3 separate regions of the Arabidopsis thaliana genome follow, and regions 2 and 3 are each linked to region 1. Evidence: chromatin contacts called from public capture Hi-C data. All regions are on one chromosome and are shown on one strand. The core of a region is the stretch at or near the end of the contact, and the rest is flanking DNA. Distances in the headings are between cores, read along the strand shown. Region 1 holds the start of AT1G33930 (P-loop containing nucleoside triphosphate hydrolases superfamily protein). Region 2 holds the start of AT1G31710 (Copper amine oxidase family protein). Region 3 holds the start of NRT1.5 (nitrate transporter 1.5).

Evidence for each region. Capture Hi-C pulls out chosen DNA fragments and counts their contacts.
Region 2: a capture Hi-C map of seedling shows a contact between it and region 1, with 2.3 times the contacts expected there.
Region 3: a capture Hi-C map of seedling shows a contact between it and region 1, with 4 times the contacts expected there. A contact is called at or near these places in 1 of 26 Hi-C or Micro-C datasets (root) and 2 of 3 other capture datasets (root and seedling).

The regions. Positions count from the first base shown.
Region 1 is chr1:12,322,188-12,324,768 of TAIR10.1, forward strand. AT1G33930 (P-loop containing nucleoside triphosphate hydrolases superfamily protein) reads left to right here and starts at 1,287. Exons shown (of 6, transcript NM_001333072.1): 1 at 1,287-1,378; 2 at 1,701-1,980. The coding sequence starts at 1,701.
Region 2 is chr1:11,348,414-11,350,994 of TAIR10.1, forward strand. AT1G31710 (Copper amine oxidase family protein) reads left to right here and starts at 1,284. Exons shown (of 5, transcript NM_102906.4): 1 at 1,284-2,232. The coding sequence starts at 1,442.
Region 3 is chr1:11,718,716-11,721,296 of TAIR10.1, forward strand. NRT1.5 (nitrate transporter 1.5) reads right to left here and starts at 1,273. Exons shown (of 6, transcript NM_102980.4): 1 at 1,063-1,273; 2 at 243-357. The coding sequence starts at 1,092.

The DNA of each region.
Region 1 (2,581 bases), core at 37-2,536:
TTCTGAGATAAGATAGCCCAGAAAGGTGTTAGAACACTCTGGGAGGTAACTCGGATCATGAGAGGGATCATAATGAGTAAGATAGAGAACGTACAAAAAGGACTACGAGAGGTCTCACACATCCTTTTATTTTCAGGTGTAGAGTCGAGAGTGTTGAGTTTGTTAGGTCTTGGAGACCAACAACTTGGTCATTTCTTGGTCCACAAGCAACCAAGCTCTCCTCCTCAACTTCTTGATATTTAGAGTACCGAACTAGAGGGTCGGGTCATCCTATAGGTGTAAGGGCTATAATTGTGAACCGTGTGCTACTGGTTGTGGTGATGGGACTGAACATCGATGGTTGACATGCTTCGCCAAGATGGAACGTCATATTTTGGTGGAGTAACATGCGAAATTTGTGGCTGGCACAATTGTTGGGTACAGAATGCCTTTTTGGTCTTGCTTTGTCTCAGGTTGCGCCTAAGTTGATAGCTGGCCCGGTTCAAAACATCATCCTCTTGTCTCCCGGGATTCTATTCTATGGGAACTTACACCGTCCAATTCATGATGAAGATGATTCCAGATGACTCTCTTGAATCGTTTCATATGTGGCAAAGACACATGTCGGTTTCTTATATGGTAACGGAAAATCACCCAAAACAAAATATTAGTATAATACTAATATTAGTTTTCAGTGTCATTTCTTAACGGAAAATAAAATAAAATCATTCTTGCATTACCATCCACATGTTTTTGTTTACTCATGAATTTTTGAACTTTATCTCTCTAAATTATTAAATAATATTCATAAAACAATAGGATTTTAGTTTAAAAGACTTAAGTTTACAATTTCTTGAAAAGGTATTAGTTCACAAATTCACTCTAATTTAAGACTATTCTACTATTTGTTTTTTGGTTTTATTTATTCTACTAATTTTTCCTTGATGTTTTGCAGGGACGTTGTAGAGTTGACATTTAACTTAGACTAATCAAATGATATAATATAATTTTTACAAAACAAAAAAAAGGTTCTCGCGTTACTTCTTCAGCCGCAGGACAAGGTAGCTAGCACGATTAATCAAAAAAGATAGCTAGCTCAAATACAAATGTACTTGAAACCAAACTCGTCCTGTCCTTTCTTATTCGTTTACCGTTTCCGTTGTCTTATATTATATAATAACAAGCAAATTACACTATTACAATATCATAACAAACTCAAATGGCTAAGAAATAAAATAAATGTAGTTTCCACTGAAATCTACTAAATATCAATTTGCGTTTGTTGCACATATTATTTGGCAAGCCATCTCCTATTTAAACTTATATAAGATCATGTATTATCTTGTCCATTTATTCTCAGTTTTGTCCTTCTGTTTGTGGGCTCAACTTGATCTGTTTGGTAAGAAAAATATGAGTTTCCGTTGTGTGCTACTTATAGTTTTCAATATATCTTTCCATTAGTTGTATGTCTTCTCTCTTAAACAATCTTCAACTTGATCTCTTGTAATGAACGGAAGTTTTCTCAACTGTCTCCGTATGTCAAAAGGATAATTAGCTGTAAGTATGGATTATTAGCTCCAACCAAGGCTCAAAATTTTCACGATTTCTAAACACAATTACAAGCATCACCAAAACTTGTGATATGAAATAGCTCTACTCTTCTATATTTTGTAGGGAATTAAAATATTTTACTAATACAAAATTTGTTTTTTCTTTTTCAGATGGCTGAAGATCAGAACACAACTGACCGTTGGGAGTTGCCTTCAGCGTCAGAGCCCGTCAAAAACGTTGACCGTTGGGAGTTGCCTTCAGCGTCAGAGCCCGTCAAAAACGTAGTTCTGGTAGGCCGTACTGGGAATGGAAAAAGCGCCACTGGAAATTCCATCATCGGAAGAAAGGTTTTCGAGTCAAAATATCAAGCTGTTGGTGTTACCACAAGATGTAAGACATTTAGAGCTGTGACACCGGATGGCCCCATAATCAATGTGATTGACACTCCTGGTATGAGACCACTTGAAACATCGAATGGAATTTATTGCTTACTTGATCACATGAGTCTTGTGATTATACCTACACAAATAATAAATACTACACTATAGAATGAAAAAAAAAAACATCTATTTCGTTATTTTTGATCCTCTTAACTATGGTTGATTTAGTATCTTACTTCACACATTTTCTCTTAGCTTTGTCTCTTTAATGATTTTAATTATATTTTCTGATAAATTATACTTTAAAACTAATTGATGTCTTTTCAAAATGGTGGCTTTTGTAGTCTGAATTCTAATATAGGGTCGATTTTAGGTTAGCTTGGCCGTACTAATTTGGGAGCCGGTCGATTTCAAATAGGTGTTAAATTTTATTGGCTTTCAACACAAAACTAATTGATAATAAGTGAATTCATTCATATCCTTTTATATGCTAGTATATGTCATCTCTCATATCCCATATGGATATTCCTAGCAAAAGTGGTTTTACAAATAGCATAGCTTTACCGGCAATAGTTTAGATTTCTTTCCTGATCTCTCGGAAACTTAGAATCTTATCGTTACAGGGAAACAAAAGAACTCTGGAAAACCTGAAACCATGTTGACATGAGGTT
Region 2 (2,581 bases), core at 34-2,533, 970 kb before region 1:
ACAGGAATTTGGCCCAACTTAACAACACTCGTGTCCAGCGGAAAAACAGTTTGACCCACAATCTTGGTTCGGTCCGAAGAGAAGGGCAAAAAGTAACCATGTAAAAGGAGACAAAATGAACCCTATGTTAAGCTCATAGCCTATATATAAGTAGCCAAAAATATTATTTGTAACAATATCAGACCATAAGTACCGAAAGAATTAAAGAGAGAATTGCTGCCTAGCCTAGACTATAGTTTTTTTTTTTTTTTCCGGTACTGCATGTTGTTTTGCTGATCGGTAGATTTTTTTTTTTTACTCTTTTCGGTTATTCAATTCCAACTTAAACCAGATCCCATTGAACAAACACAAGAGTAAACCGAAATCTCCAAAAAGGGATTATAACCCGGAATTGCACAAGAGGAAAAATATGGAATCACTATACTGTACATTTAACCTCCTCGGCTCTGGTCAACAAAATGAACCATATACCGGCCCAGTAGATTCGGCCCACACAGATACATGTTTTCATTTACTCCAAAGTTCAAAGGCAACCCGCACCAATACATATGTATTGATGCATTGTGCATGTATAATATCCCAAATTTTACTCCAAAGCAACATACATTTTGTCAAACATAAATCACTTCTATTATATTTGCATCAATAGAGCAAGACTTATAGTTTAGTAATTTGTATAGCAACGTCGTTTAGACACACGGAAATATCGAACTGGTAGCAAGAGAAGATATCATTTGAGATTTCGTAGATTATGTGTTAGGTAGGTAGGGTAAGACATAAGTCAAAGAACTACCATATCATATTATATGTGTAAGTTCGTGTAGTGAATTATGGCCCAAGTGAATTATTACATATAGCTATGCTTGTCCAGAGAAAATTAAAACAGTATATAACATGGGTCTACATGTCCAAAGAAAATTATTACTGTATATAATATGGCTCTTTTCTCCATAACAAACTATTACAGATTAAACTATATCACCATACGTTATATCCCTCTGATACTAATAGTTTGATGTTTTGTGGTTTTCACACATATTAAGAATTCAATCATTGTTTAATCAATTTAACTTTGTTTTTCATGTTAAATATTTTTAGTAATTATCAACCAGTAGTTGTGTAAGAAAGTTCATGATTTCTAATAATTGTATCTTGAAGTTTACAATTTACAAATATAAATCAATAAAAATAAAGAAAAATAGAAGAAAATCAATCTTTGTAGAACAAAGGAAATATAAATATTAGTTTCCTAATTATTCTTTTCGTCGAATGGTTTAATAGAGGTCGCTTCTTTGATTTCTACTTAAACGTCTATTTCTCACGTGCAAAAAGAATATATATTAATTTAATACCATCAAGGCATTTTTTTGCCTATAAAAATTTGAAGTTAAACATAAACCAAATCCATTAAAGCAAACAATAATACCTCACAAAGAACAATATGGCTCCACTTCACTTCACCATTCTCATCCTTTTCTCTTTCGTTATCGTAGTCTCATCCTCAAGCTTTACTCCACCGCGTCACCCATTTGATCCCTTAACCGAGACCGAACTCAAACTCGTCCGAACCATCATCAACAAGTCGTACCCCGTTGGTCCGAATCATAAGTTCACTTTCCAATACGTTGGTCTCAACGAACCCAACAAGTCTCTAGTCTTGTCTTGGTACTCATCACCGAATCATACCATCAAACCACCACCACGCCAAGCGTTCGTCATTGCTCGAGACAACGGAAAGACCAGAGAGATAGTCCTTGACTTTTCCTCTCGTGCCATCGTCTCGGACAAAATTCACGTAGGAAATGGTTACCCTATGCTCTCAAACGACGAGCAAGAAGCATCCACCGAGCTTGTTGTCAAGTTCAAGCCGTTTATTGACTCGGTCGCGAAACGTGGCTTAAACGTTTCGGAGATCGTGTTCACGACGTCAACGATTGGATGGTACGGTGAGACTAAGGCCGAGGCGGAGCGAGTTATTAGATTGATGCCGTTTTATCTTGACGGCACCGTTAATATGTATCTTAGACCTATTGAAGGAATGACGATAATCGTTAATCTTGATGAGATGAAGGTATCGGAGTTTAAGGACAGGTCAGTGGTTACTATGCCCATAGCTAACGGAACGGAGTACCGTATCTCGAAGCTTAACCCACCCTTTGGACCGACGCTTCATAACGCCGTCCTTTTGCAGCCGGATGGTCCGGGCTTCAAGGTCGATGGACACATCGTGAGGTAAATGATTAACAAACCCAAAAAATGACTAATATTTATGGCTATATCTCTTCCTTTGGCTCCATACGAATTATAGATCAGATTTTGCAGACAACATGCTATGCATGCTATATATGGAAATTATATTTTTAAAGTTTATCAGTGGCAAATAGCCAAATGGCATTTTTTCCTTTGGCTCCTTACGCATTATAGATCAGATTTTGCAGACAGCAATTATGCATGCTATATATAGAAATTATATTTTAAAAGTTTGTCAGTGCAAATGGCCGAATAGTAGTAACAGTGGTTTGTGTCTTTGTGAGGTAAAATGATTAACAATTATAGGTTGCTAAAGTAATGATTTGCTATG
Region 3 (2,581 bases), core at 23-2,522, 600 kb before region 1:
TAGGGACCGGCACTGAATATACCTTATGCAAAGATGCTATGAGTTTGCATGTGGTATCTTTGAGAAAAGGACGTGAAGAACAAAATAAAATAAAATAAAAGATTCTATGTTTTAAGGTGTCGATCATATATTTTCCTCCGCTTTGGTTTATATTCTAGAGTTGATTTCTTAGCAAAACTATATATTTATTTCAATTTGATATATAGTTAAATTGTAATTTTGATTAGGGAAGAGAGACATACGAAGAATGACGATGCCAGCAACCCATTGGCCTGAGTTAGAACGAATAGAGGGACGACCATAGTAATCCACTGTCCCATCTCTTGTTTCTTCTTCTCCTTCTTTCTTCTTCATCGTCTGCATTTTCATTTAGTTAAATTTAATTAACTGATACACACACATCAATTTATCTATAAATATATAGAAAGATGCTTTATATGCCTAATTATCTACTAGTCTCTACAACCTTTTGTGCTCTTGATATGGAGAAGATTCATGAGTTCGATAGTTTTGTATTTTCCGGAACTTAACCAAAAACTAAAAACGTTTTTTTTTTTTAACTCTTACTTTTTGTATTGGCACGTAATTCTCGTTTCGTATACACAATTTTCAAGATCATTTGGAATCATTCTCAACTTTCAATGACAGCACTAAACGGAAAAATACTTACATCTATATATTTAAATTAAGAAGATTAGATATAATAGAGCTAATTAATTAAAAAGTATGGTGTATTAAAAAGAAATTTGAAGAAAAAGAAAAGATGTTGAGCTAAGTTTTTGCACATAAAGATCGTGACTTTCCATTGCACTAAGCATGTCCTTTTGATCATGCTCTTCTTGAGCCACCAAAAGCTTAGAAAGTTTTTACTATAACAATGAGTAACTTAAAAAGAAAATATTTCCTTTTGTAGTCACATATGAAATTCAAGAAACAAGAGCCTTAATCAGATAATCAAAATCTTATAAGGAAGAAAAGCAAAGGTCCATTACTTCAAACTCTGATTAATATATCAAAGAAAATAAAGAAACAATTGAAGGGACAAGCTTAAATATTACTTACGTCTTTGTTATAAATCTCTAGGCAAGACATTTTGCGATGATATATGATTATATGTATGTGAGTTTTGGCAAGAGAGTGATAACGAAATTTCTCTTTAGTTTTGGTGTTTTTTTTCTTTCTTCTTTTCGTAAGTGATATGAGAGAATTAAAACAAAGGACGAAGAAGGAAGAAGCAGAAAGCAAGTTCAAGCTTGGGTGTTGTAGAGAAGAGAATGTTGAGAATAAATAGAAGTTTGGAAGATGATTTGAACGGTTCTGATTTTACATGGGACACTCACATGCCCAATATCTATTTTTAATTGTTTTGTTTCTGAAAAAATACTTTAGCACGATGAAAAAAAAAGCTCAAAAGCACAATTTTAATTATTTAGGAAATCAATATTTGCATTTTCCACCCAATAATTTTGTTTTCTCTGGCGCTGAAAGGCTTCTTGTGCTTTCGAAACTTGGGGATGTGGCTGAGGCTGATGGTCGGAGGATATTTATTTATTTATTTTCGTAGCAAAACTTAAACGTTTGGTAGAAATAGATTTAATTAATGATTCTATAAATTTCACTACAACGGAAAATCCCAAAATATTTGTTGTTAGAAAAAAGAGGTACCACATTAAATTAAATAAGTACGTATAGACTGAAAAAATTGAAGGTTCGAATAATTTCTTATATCCAATTTAGATTTCAAATTCTAAAAGAAAAAAGAATATCTTTCTATTCCTGAAGTTACATTATATTTTATGTTGAACACTCGTGATCACACATGTATACTATTAATTGGGAAGCATTGTGTGAACTACAACATTGTAAGGGTAGTTTAAAACTAACTAAATGAATATTTTTGCATGGGTAATTTAGTAAATTAACAACTACTCCAACTAAATAAATATCTTCAATTTTTCTTTTTTAAAAAATGATTTAAATCAATAAATTAAGAAAATTTTTGGATTTTAGATTTGTAATTATCTAGAAAATGGTTTCAGTATATATTTAATATTTTAATTAGAATTTAAATGATATAAACGTTTAAAGTACTTTTTTTTTAAAACAAGTAATTTTCATTATTTTAAAAATATATCACTAAGCTAAATTTGAATTATATAAAAGAAAATATATTTTTAAACGTATTATAATAGTTACAAGCTTTTGAAATATTCATTATACTAGATTAAATTATTTATTTATTTTTAAATAGTAAAACAAAGTTTAAATACCAATATTTAAAAATTTTAATGCAAATATTCAAAATGAGAACCATCACTAATATGATTTTTTTGGCAGATCATTAATTGTATTCGAACAATAATGACTACCATATTTGCGATAATGTATAAGGATAAGTTTAATTTAAAAACATACCAAAATCGTTGAGATCTAATTTTAGCTTTAAAAAAAAATATTTTCGTTATCCTAAATTTAAAATATGTAATTCAGATTAGTTTTTTTCCAGTAAAGCTAAAATTGAATCCAAATTAAAATCTAATTTTATGTACAATCTATCTCTTATAAATGTTATGCATACATT